Linked DNA regions of Rattus norvegicus: region 2 is linked to region 1. Evidence: chromatin contacts called from public Hi-C data. All regions are on one chromosome and are shown on one strand. Each heading gives the region's core, a stretch centred on a gene start, on an enhancer-like site or on the middle of the called end of the contact. The rest is flanking DNA. Distances are from core to core; before and after follow the strand shown.

What was found. Hi-C and Micro-C count contacts between places; a contact is called where the count stands out from the background.
Region 2: a contact with region 1 is called in a Hi-C map of liver, with 2.5 times the contacts expected there. The contact joins the promoter of Casz1 here to the enhancer-like site in region 1. A contact is called at or near these places in 3 of 12 Hi-C or Micro-C datasets (liver, mammary epithelial cells and psoas muscle).

Annotation. Positions count from the first base shown.
Region 1 is chr5:164,466,323-164,471,602 of GRCr8, forward strand. No RefSeq gene overlaps it. Among named protein-coding and RNA genes, the nearest start is that of Casz1, 58 kb to the right of the region's middle. Within about 2 kb of position 3,854, at least 2 of the 93 cell types and tissues checked have an H3K27ac peak or open chromatin away from gene starts, as enhancers often do.
Region 2 is chr5:164,525,126-164,530,169 of GRCr8, forward strand. It overlaps Casz1 (castor zinc finger 1), which reads left to right and starts at 1,987. Exons shown (of 21, transcript NM_001427668.1): 1 at 1,987-2,109.

The DNA.
Region 1 (5,280 bases), core at 2,604-5,103:
GCGCGATGTTTGCAGGGTCTCCTCGCTATACTCTGCCTCTGTGAGGGTCCCAGCTTTCTCCCATCCAGTATGTCATCCAGTATATCAGTGACCTTGAGAGACTTGTGCAAAGAGGGAAGCCAGGGCCGCAAAGGTCCCAGGAGTCTGGCCTACGAGCTGTGCATCTGGTTTTAGGAGGCCCAGGGACCTCACTGAGGTATGGGAGAAAGGTTGGAACATGGATGCAGAAAGGCTTCGGGCCATCACCTTCAACCTTACGCCCAAATACAAAATCAGAGCTGCAAGTGGTCGGTTTCCTACTCATCTGAGCATGCGCAGGCCAGACCTGCGGTTCCGAGTCCCCAAGACTGGGCTGAAATGGTTCTTGTCTTGGTGCATTAGCCCTGTCTAAGGACATCGGCTTCATGTCTCTTGCTTGTTCTCACATGCTAGCCCTGGCCTCCAGAGAACAGTTGCTTATATGCCAGGGGATAGGCCCATGAGCAGGCTGGGGAGCAACAGATTGGAGCCTCGTACCTGGTCCCCTGGCACTGGAAGCACCCTTCATGGCACGGCAGGCTATTTTAAATTTGCCTCACACCCAGATTAGTCTAAGCGCTCCCAACATCCCCTGAGCTGCACAACCGCCATCTCTCCATGCTCACAGCTAGGAGGCTTAGAGCGTCCTGGCCATGTCCCCGCAATACACCGAAGAGACTGGGTTTAGCACAAGCACACGACCTCGGGTACAGCTTGCTGCTAGAGTGATTGCTTAGCATGCGTGAGGCTGGGCTCCATGACCTTCAGATCCCAGACAAAGGAACTTGGTGGAGAGAGGCTCTGCCCACTGTCCACTCCACACCTCGTCCCTTCTTTCTTCCTCCTACTTCATTAGACCTGTTTTCTGTTCTTTACCAGTCTTGTGCCATGAACTTCTACCCCAGGACCTTTACACAGCCGGTTCCCTCTGCTCAGACCTGTATCTCTTTCTTCCCCTCACCAGCTATTTCTCAGCCCCTAGGCTCTGCTTCGAGCTCCCCAGGGAGACCTTGGTTCATACCTAACCTTTCCGCTCGAGGCTAGATCAAGTCCCACATGTGCTTCCCCCCCACCTCCAGCTCCCAGCCGCGATGTTAGTATGCTTAGGGTCTCACTACCCACACACAGCAGGCAGAATCCTGCCTGGGTGGCCATGCCTTTGCTGGAACAGGTAGCTGCCGACACCTCCACCTCCAGTCTTCACCCCGTCCTAGAATCCGTCAGTTTCCCCTCCGACAGCACGGAGCACAATACGCCCGTCACCACCCCAGCCCTGCTGGCAGCCTTTCAGAAGTGGCATGCGACGCTGCTCTTATTCATTCTTAATTTAAGGTTTTGCGAGTTGTAATAACCCCCTTCCCCCCAAATCACTGGGGACGGGGGGCCTCCACGACAGCCTGGGGCAGGGGAGTTGATGGGTAATTGCAGCGCGCACACACGCTGATGGGGTCTGGAGCAGACAATGGAAGCTGGAGCCCAGAGACCCAGCCTTGCTCTCTTCCCGGTGTGCCTGGAGGGGGAGAACCAGGCTGGCACTGGGGCCTGGAATCACAGCCAGCTGTATCATTTGTGGTTCCCCAGGAGAAAGGTAGAGGAGAGGGCCAGCGGTATGGGTCTAGGGGACTTGGATGGAGAGAGATGTCTTAAAAAGTGGGGGACAAAACCTTTTTCCACCATTTCTTCCTGTCCAATCAAGCTACAGGCAGTTTCTCTTTGTTCTGGAACCAGAAATGGTTCCAGTGGGAAAGAGATTCAGGAATGTGGACATGTAGGTAATCTGCTGCCCCAGACTCTACAAGCTGTGTGACATTCAACAATTCCCTTAACCTCTCTGAGCCTCAGTGTCTTCATTGTTAGTAGTCTTGTTTTACTAGCTCTTGCCCCAGGGGTGGTTCTGTCATCAAAAGAAGCCACACGTAGAGGTGTGCCGCTGTGTGTTTCGAGAGACTATATCCAACCAGGGAAGCGACTATTCCACAGTTATTCACTCAAGAGAGATCTGCCCAATTTGTGATCAGAGGTAGTGGGGATTCCGACTCCTGCAAGACGGAGGGAGGGACTTGAGGTAAATATGTCTCTTCACGCTTCCCCTTTCCCCACTCCCAGGAGGCCTTGATCCCCCTGGGCAGTGATCAAGCAACTAAACTCATTCTGACCAGTAAGAAAACAGTTTTCTTGTTGACTGCTCCTTCCTTTCAGCCAGTAGGATTAATTTACCTGGTACTGGCACATAGTAGGTGCTTGGTGCTGTCACATAGTAGGTGCTGGCACATAGTAGGTGCTTGGTACTGGCACATAGTAGGTGTTCAACAAACATTAGCCCAATGAGTGAGTGAGTGAGTGAGTGAGTGAGTGAGTGAGTGAATAAGTGAGTGAGGCCCATGAAGAAAAGTGGAGGTCAAGGGCAAGTGGGGGAGGGGCTCAGGCTGGAGACTCTCAGGCCTACCTGATTTCTGCCCTGGGTTTGAGGACCACTACACCTGTTATTTACACACTGGTCCAGGCTTGCTCAGTGTCTTGTCCTAGTTGAGTTGTAGAGAGGGACCTTGCTGTCTTCTCTATACATTTAAGGGCTGTTGATGAAGAGAGGGTAGGATTCCTTCTGAGTATGGGGCTGGCGGAGAGTAATTTCTAACAGGGGCTCTTCCGGGCTCCCAGGGTTTCTCGTGCCTCTATCCTTATACCTGAAGTCAGAGCATTTTGAGGGAGCTGTGACTTCCTGTGCACAGAGTCACAGGAACCAAGGGGAACATGGCCAGTGTCCCTCCTGGTCCATTCACTGCCAAGTCACCCGGATCTCTTACCCGGGACCCAACAATCTCCCCTACCCAAGAAAGACCAGTAAGTTTGTTGCACCCATGCCAAGAAGCCTCTGGGGCAGGCCTGTCAGTTCCTGGGGAAAGGAGTGGGCACAGGACTTCCAGGGGCTCAAGAGTCACTAAGAAATCAGAATATCACCCGCTTCTCTCACACGGCCCACAGCAAGGGGACACGCTGAAGCTGGATTCTCCTTAGGGACTCGGAACAGTGAGGCAGAGGGAAAAAAATAGACCTGACGATGTCATTTACGGCGTCCAGTGTGCGGAGGCCATGTGCTGGCTGCAAGTGTTCTGTAACAGGGACAGAGCCCAGGAGGGGGCAGGGCAGGCGGAGGTGTGGACAAGAGAAGGAGAGAAGAGGGGAAGAGAACTGTAGAGATGGTGATTGGCCCAGGAGAAGAAAGAGGAGGAAGGGCAGGAGGAAGAAGAGGAGGAAGAGAGGGGAGAAGAGGAGGGAGAGGAGGGAGGGAGAAGAGTAGGAGGAGGAGGAGGAGGAGGAGGAGGAGGAGGAGGAAAGGTAGGAAGATGCTAATGGCACACAGAGATGCTGATGTGGATGGAGACACCTCATGTACACGCATGCCTGGGATGGGAGAGGGAGAGAATGTGGCCGGGGGTGGGGCTGTAAACTGTATCACTGGCTGTAATGGAGTTTGGCCGGTGCTTGCTAATATAGGTAGGAGCTTGAGAGGCAGGGGCCTCTAGACCAGGAGCTGTCTTCGTGTGACAGTTTCCTTGTGCCCGTGAGACACATGTGCAGTGTGTGCATTGTGTCAGCATGTGGAGGAGGGCAGGGCTCAGTTTCCCTCCCTCTCGGCTGTCCCATGTCCCCCAGGATTACTTACAGCCTTCTTCCTGCTGGGCCACAAGCTGGAGTGGGGTCTGCTGGTGGGCAGCCCAACACAGGCAGGCCCTGATGGGGTGGGGTGGGGTGGGGCATTCCCAGAACCGTGAGCAGCCAAGGTCAAGGCTAGGCAGGCAGGGAAAGTGAGCCATAAAAGGGCCACTTCTCACTGCTGTTCACTTGACACTCTCTACCCAGAAGCCACCTGTTCAGCCATCAGTCACCCAAGGAAGACACAGCTTTCCTGAAACTAGGAATTGAACAGAGAGTCCTGGGAGGAGGTGTGTGTGTGTGTGTGTGTGTGGTGTGTGTGTGTGTGTGTGTGTGTGTGTGTGTGTGTGTGTTGGGTGGGGCAAGCCCTCCCTGGGCAGCCTGGAGAGTCAGGTCTGGCCTCTGAGAGCTAAAATTAAAACATACCCCCAATCTAGCACTAACGTGGTACATTTGGGGGCCGCGAGGGGACAAAGCAGTGGCTACTTGGTGGTAATAAAGGGACAGCTTGTGCCAAGGACAGGCATGGGGGCTGGCACCGGGGCTTGCTGGGGTTTGAGGGGCAGTCAGGGCAGCTGGGGCTGGGAGGGACCTGGCTTGGAGGCAGGCCTGGGGCCCTGCCCAGTGGTGGCACCCTGGCCAGTGCAGTTCCAGCAGTGCCCCGCCGTGCCCCGCCGTGCCCCGCCTCCGAGGGCTTGTTAATTTCATCCTTTAGCCCGTTTACGGTGTTCCCAGTTGCTGTTGCTTTTATAAACAAGCATTTTGGTGACCTTCCCCTCCGGACATCAGCTCTGCAAGAATCCCGAGGCCTGAACATTTATAAATAAGTCTTCTCTCAAGTTCCACAACAGGTGTGCCCTCCCCCCCACCCCCCTCCTCTGTCCTGTCCGAAAACTGAACAGTTTCACCAAGCAAAGGGAGGCTGCACGGCCAGTCTTAAAGGGGTAACGGGTCAGTGGGGGCCACATACAGCCTGTCTTAAAGGAGTAACAGGGTCAAGTGGGGGCCACAGATATAAGGCCCAGAGGGATAATGGCCCACCTCCTCTTCCTCCACCTTCCTCAGATTGGGGGTCCCAGAGGAGAAGGCCAGGCTAGAGGGTAGGTGACCCTGACTGCACTTCCCCCAAATGCTGTGGCATTCTTTGGCTAATGGAGTGTATGGGAGTCAGGCTTTACATGAGGGGATTCCCACTGAGACCTCATCCTGTTTCCCCATCTGCTTTCTCGCTTTCTCACTCTGCATACACACACACACACACACACACACACACACACACACACACACACACACGCGTGCGCGCACACACACACACACACATTCAGCTTGCGTTCATTCATTCTTCAGACGTGTCTGGAAACTACTGAGCCACGCCCTGTGCTAAGGACAAAGGACTGAGGACTCAGCCTGCCCTCAAGAAGCACAGTGTGTGTGTGTGTGTGTGTGTGTGTGTGTGTGTGTGACTGTTATTAGGTGTGTGCATACGTGTAAGTGTATATGTATGTGTGTGTGTTGCTGTGTGTGATTGTTACTGGGTGTATGCATGTGTGTGGATGCATGTGTGTAAGTGTGTGTGTATGTGTGTGAGTGTGTGACTGTTACTGTGTG
Region 2 (5,044 bases), core at 737-3,236, 57 kb after region 1:
ACCCCCGCATTGACTTATGGTAGTCTCGAAACACTCCCAGGCAGCAATACTTTTATCGCGCCCATTTCACAGTTGGGTCAACTGAGGTACTTTTATCGTGCCCATTTCACAGTTGGGCCAACTGAGGTACAGAGAGGTCAAATGTCTCTCATCCAAGGTCACCCAGTTGAGGAGTGGCTGGAGATCTGCCCCTGCAACTCAAGTCATTAACTGCTTCTTTATGCTGCTGCTGCCGCTGCCATTGCAGTGGTGAATGTGGACCTTGTCATAAGTTAGGAGGCCTACTTGGCCACCTCTCAGATGACAGTGACTCAGTTTCTCTCTGTGTAGGCTGGCAGGATTGAGCTGGAGATCTCTGGGCGTGGGAAGGGCTGGGGCAGGGAGGGCATGTGTTCTCCTGAGTCACCAGGCTCAAGTATCTCAGAGATACTTGGGTGAGTAAAAAGCCTGGGGCTAGGGAGACCCTTGGGTGGGAGAGAAAAGGCGAGATAGGCCAGGGTCTGCTGTGGCCGCAGACGACTCCTGTTAATTCTTGGGATAAAGAGGGGAGATAACAAAATGAACTGGTGGATTTTGGGGGTGTCCAGACCCCCAAATCTGCTCTTTGGGGGCTGACAAATCTGAGTAGTGGGGGGGTTGGATTTTTGTTGTTGTTTGTTTTGTTTGCTTTTGTTTTTGTTTCTCTCCAGTTTATTTTCCTGCTAGTATGACACCAGCTGTCACTCACCACAGCATCGAAGGAGGGTGAGACACCTAACAGCTATGAGGCACTCTACCACCTCAGGGCTAGAGAGCCTCAGACTCTAGTCATTTGCGACTGGACCAATGAACTTTGAGCTCACAGCAGGGCCAGGAACACATCCCAGCAGAGGACTGTCCTAGGGCTTGCCAGGCAAGATGTGGGGTCCACGAAGCAAAATCTTTAGAGTAGGCCTCAGTAGCATGGTTGAGCAGCGGGGCGTCATTTCCTCCGAGGAGAACTCACTGTGTAAAGCACATCTTGAAGTTGGGTCCTGCTTTGCAGCTTTGTCCATTTATCCAATTAATAATTTACCTATCTAGAACTACAGTGGGGTGGTCAGTTTCTCGCTCATCTTGCCTGGGGAGGGGGGCGGTCCCTTCTCCTTTTCTTTTCTTTTGTGTCACTTCCTGAATTTACATCCTGAATTTCTGCAGTAGGCAAAAAAATGGGTATCGTTAACGAGTCCGTGCTGGGTGTGGTAACCTGGCTGGGAAAGGCAGGGCCAGGCTGTAGGGCCCTAGGACCCATGTCCCTGTCCGTGTAGACAGCTAGGAGGCCCTGCAAAAGATGCAAGCCTTCAAGGGAGATGAAAGAGGCCGTCACCTCCCACTGCCAGGCCAAAGGATCCGCTCTCCCGAGACGCTCTGCTTTCCCGTGGATCTTCCACTTTGCAGCATTATCGTTCTAATGCACATGATTTGCCCTCCTCCCACGCACAGAGTAAGGTCATTCTGCGTGGCCTGTCTTGCTCAAGAATTTATTTCTCGCATAAGGGGCTAAATGAAAACTCCCCTTTGCAGACAGTAAGAGCAGAGAAAATACCAAACACCGAAGATTTCATTCGAACCTTCTAAACTGTCTGGCTTGAAAAAAAAAAGAGTCAATTTTCATTGAAAAAGTGGGAGCCAAACTCGGGGTGTCGAAGGGTTCTGAATAGCTGGAAAGTAACGCACCCTTGTCCCTTTCTTCTGTCCCAATCTCAACTCCATTCAGAGGGTGTAGAAACCTTCCGGAGCAGCAAAAGGGACAGCGGGCTCCGATGCCGCTTCGCTGGCCGATCTTGCCGCGCGCGCACGCGGAGCCCAGCCTAGGTGGTGGGTGGGAAGAATGCTAGAGGGGAAGGTCTGGGGGTGTGAGGGTGGAACGGAGCCCAGCCCCGGGATCCGGCCCGGGTTTTGCATGCCACCCACTCGCCTGTTCGGCCGCGGAGAATTCCATAATCACAGCGGGCGAGAGCGGAGACTGGGAGAGAAAAATCCGGGATCCGGCAACTTTGGTCGCGCATGCGCGCCCGCGGCGCTCCATCCCAAACACACACACATTTTTCCCCGGACTTGGAAAGTCACCCAAAGCCGCCCCAAGTGCAGGTAAGAGACTCGGCGCTCTTTCCACCGCGGCCCCCTCAAGCCCTCCACCTCTGCGGGCATATTGGGGCGCCTCCAGGCTTCACCCCTGTCCCGGTGCAGCCCACTACCCCCGGGTTGCCGCTTGCAGCTGGGAGCGGGCGAACGAGCGAACGACCGAGCCAGTCAGCCTACGAGCGGCGGCTGCCACCCAACTCCGGCCGTACCGGAGGTAGGGGGCACAGAGGGCTGGCACCCCGGCGCGGGGCGGCGCGTCGCCCGCAGTGACCAGGGGAATGCCCGGCGAGCCGCTCCAATGGAGGGAGGGCTGCAGCTCCTGGGGGGTCACTTACTCCAGCTGAGGGGTCGGCGGGGTAGGGGAGAAGAGGGGGAGGTGCCGGGCACGAGTAAAGGACTTCACAACTAGGGTGGGGGCGCTTTCCGCGCAGTGGGCTGGGGGCGCAGGTGCTTGCCAATACTGGGTGATCGTTCCTTCTCCCACGCCCCCTCCTGCTGCAGGGGGATCATGAGCTGTCTGGAGGAGAGAAGGAGGAAGGGGTGAGGGGCTTCTGGGGTGACTTTGCAAGACTTTGCCCAAGGGAAGGGGTGGGTGGGGATCTCCTCTAGCCGGCTCTTGTGCCCCGACACCGGGGTGTGTGTTCTGCCAGCAGAGGTAGGCAGTGTTCGCGTAGGCGCAGGGTGTCAAGGGGAGCTCCGGGTGGGAAAATAAAGGCAAGAGGGTTCTGGGGTCGGGGGAGCGGCGCCCCCTTTTCTATCCGTGCCTGGGAAGTTTATCTCAAGTGCGCCGCTCCAAGCGCGGCAAGTGGCGCTTCTCACTCTCTCCCCCCACCCCCAAGTCTCCCCGGGCTCAGGCTTGCAACACTGGGTACTGGCTCCCACCGTTCTGCTGTCGGCTGGAGGTCGCCCTGGGTCTGGGGAAAAGTTCCGGGGGAGTTGTGGCGGCTACTGTGTGAGCGGAGAGAGAAGTTGCGCCCGGGGACTTGGGACGCTGGGTTGGCAGGCCCGATTGCGGGTGGAGCGCTGAGCTCCGGCGCCGGAGGTGGGGGCCCTCTCCAGGGGTTGGAGAGGATCGGGCGGGGTCTGTGACCCTAGGTGGGCTGAGGAGGACCTAGGGGCTTAGCCTGTGGAGAGGACACGGGATTGAAATAGGCTCCTGGTAGAGGACAGAGAGGAGAGTAATATGTAGGGGCACAGGGGACAGTTAAGGGGAGAGGGCTGGGCCACCGGGACACTTGGGTCGACCTTCACTCTACAGGAGCGTCAAGTGGTAACTGACAGAGTGTCGGGGAGCGGGGCTCCGAGGGGTGCGCGGGAATCAGGGGACCCTGCCAGACAGACCCACAGCCGCGGACCTCCCGGGACAGGGGGCTGAGTCGTGCGCCCGGGGTGAGCCGGCCGGGCGGAGCGGCGGCCGGTTTATTTTTACTCGGTGGCATTTGCAGAATGTGCAGCTGATGACCGTCGGCCGCCAGGAAGTTTTGCTTTCTGTTCTTTCTCTCTCTTTTCGAAGCCAGCGTGACCGGGAGCGAGAGAGCCGGGGAGCGGGACCTGGGAGGGGAGTGGGCGGCCTCCTGGGGTGGAGAGATTAGGCTAGGGGAGCACTGGGGCTACGGGCGGGGGTGCCCGGGAGCGGGCCGGCGCTGGGCCGCGGAGAAGCGGTTGAGCGAATGTCTGTCCCCAGCGTTTGGACTCTCCTCTGCGAGGGGAACAGGTGTATGCGCCGTCAATCACAGCGGGAGGGACACTTTGGGGGCGTAGATTAAGATCATAATAATAGATTTTTCTCTAGGGGGTGGGCACAGATTCTTCTTCCAAGTCTTCCCCGACCGGGGTCCCGAGTTGGGGGAGGAGAGGAGTGAGGCCAGGGACCGTTCTTCTCCCTGCAGACAAGTTTCTCCAGATTCAGCCTCGGCTCGCGAAGCCGGCCTGGGTGCGGCGAGGACTTCCATCCAATCACTCTGGGAAGGGTGAAGGTGTGGGTGCCTGGGTGGAAGATGTGTTCAGCAGGGATAATAACCCTCCTCCGAGCTGGAGCTCCCCTAAACCCGGCAGAATGTTGGGGAGACTGAGAGTGTCTCCAAAGGAGTCTGGGGGGCGCGGCCCTCGGTTTGTGTGTAACTGTCCAGCAAATTCTTAGTACAGTCACAGAGGTTGGGGGTGTGATAGGGTAAAAGACCGGAGTAGTCTCTAGACAAAGTTGGTAAATTTAGGCCGCCTCCAAGCTGGTACAGGCGCGCGGTGAGAGCGCACAAGGGAACTGAAAAACAGATCGTCTGGTAACGTTGGTGACCCCCCCCCCCGTGCCCAGAGCGCGCGCGCGTACACACACACACACACACACACACACACACACACACACACACACACACACACACACACACACACACGCCGCCATCCTAAAGGGAGCTGTCCCGGCTGAGCAGGAGCAGCTGCGCCAGGCGTGGGGCGGGGGGTAGTAGATCCCCCGGGGCTGCGCCCTGACTGCACTCCACGTGCCCGGAGGGGGCGCTGGGCAGATCCGCGCCCAAGCGCAAAGCGCTTAGCTCGAGCCCTGGCGGTGGCCAGGCGGTGCGTCCGGGGCGTCCGCCCCGCACTGTATCACACAATTGCAACCACTTTCCCACTTCCCAAACTTTGGCTTTTTGTGCTTCGCCCCTCACTGCAGCTCTCAGACCCTTTCCTGGACAGAGAAGGGGAAACTTCTTCCACCTCTGCAGCGTCCAGCGTCAGTCTTCCCGGAACCTGGCGCATCCGAAAGACACCCCCTCACCCTATCTTGTTAGCCACCTTAGAGGCGGTTAACGAGGGTTTATGGGGAATATTGTTCAACTTCAGTAATCAGGTTTCCAGCGATCTTATGCCTCCTGTTTAATTTATTAGACTAGTTATTTATTCTGTTGATGATAATCTGTTGCTGGTTTCTATGGAGATGTTAAAC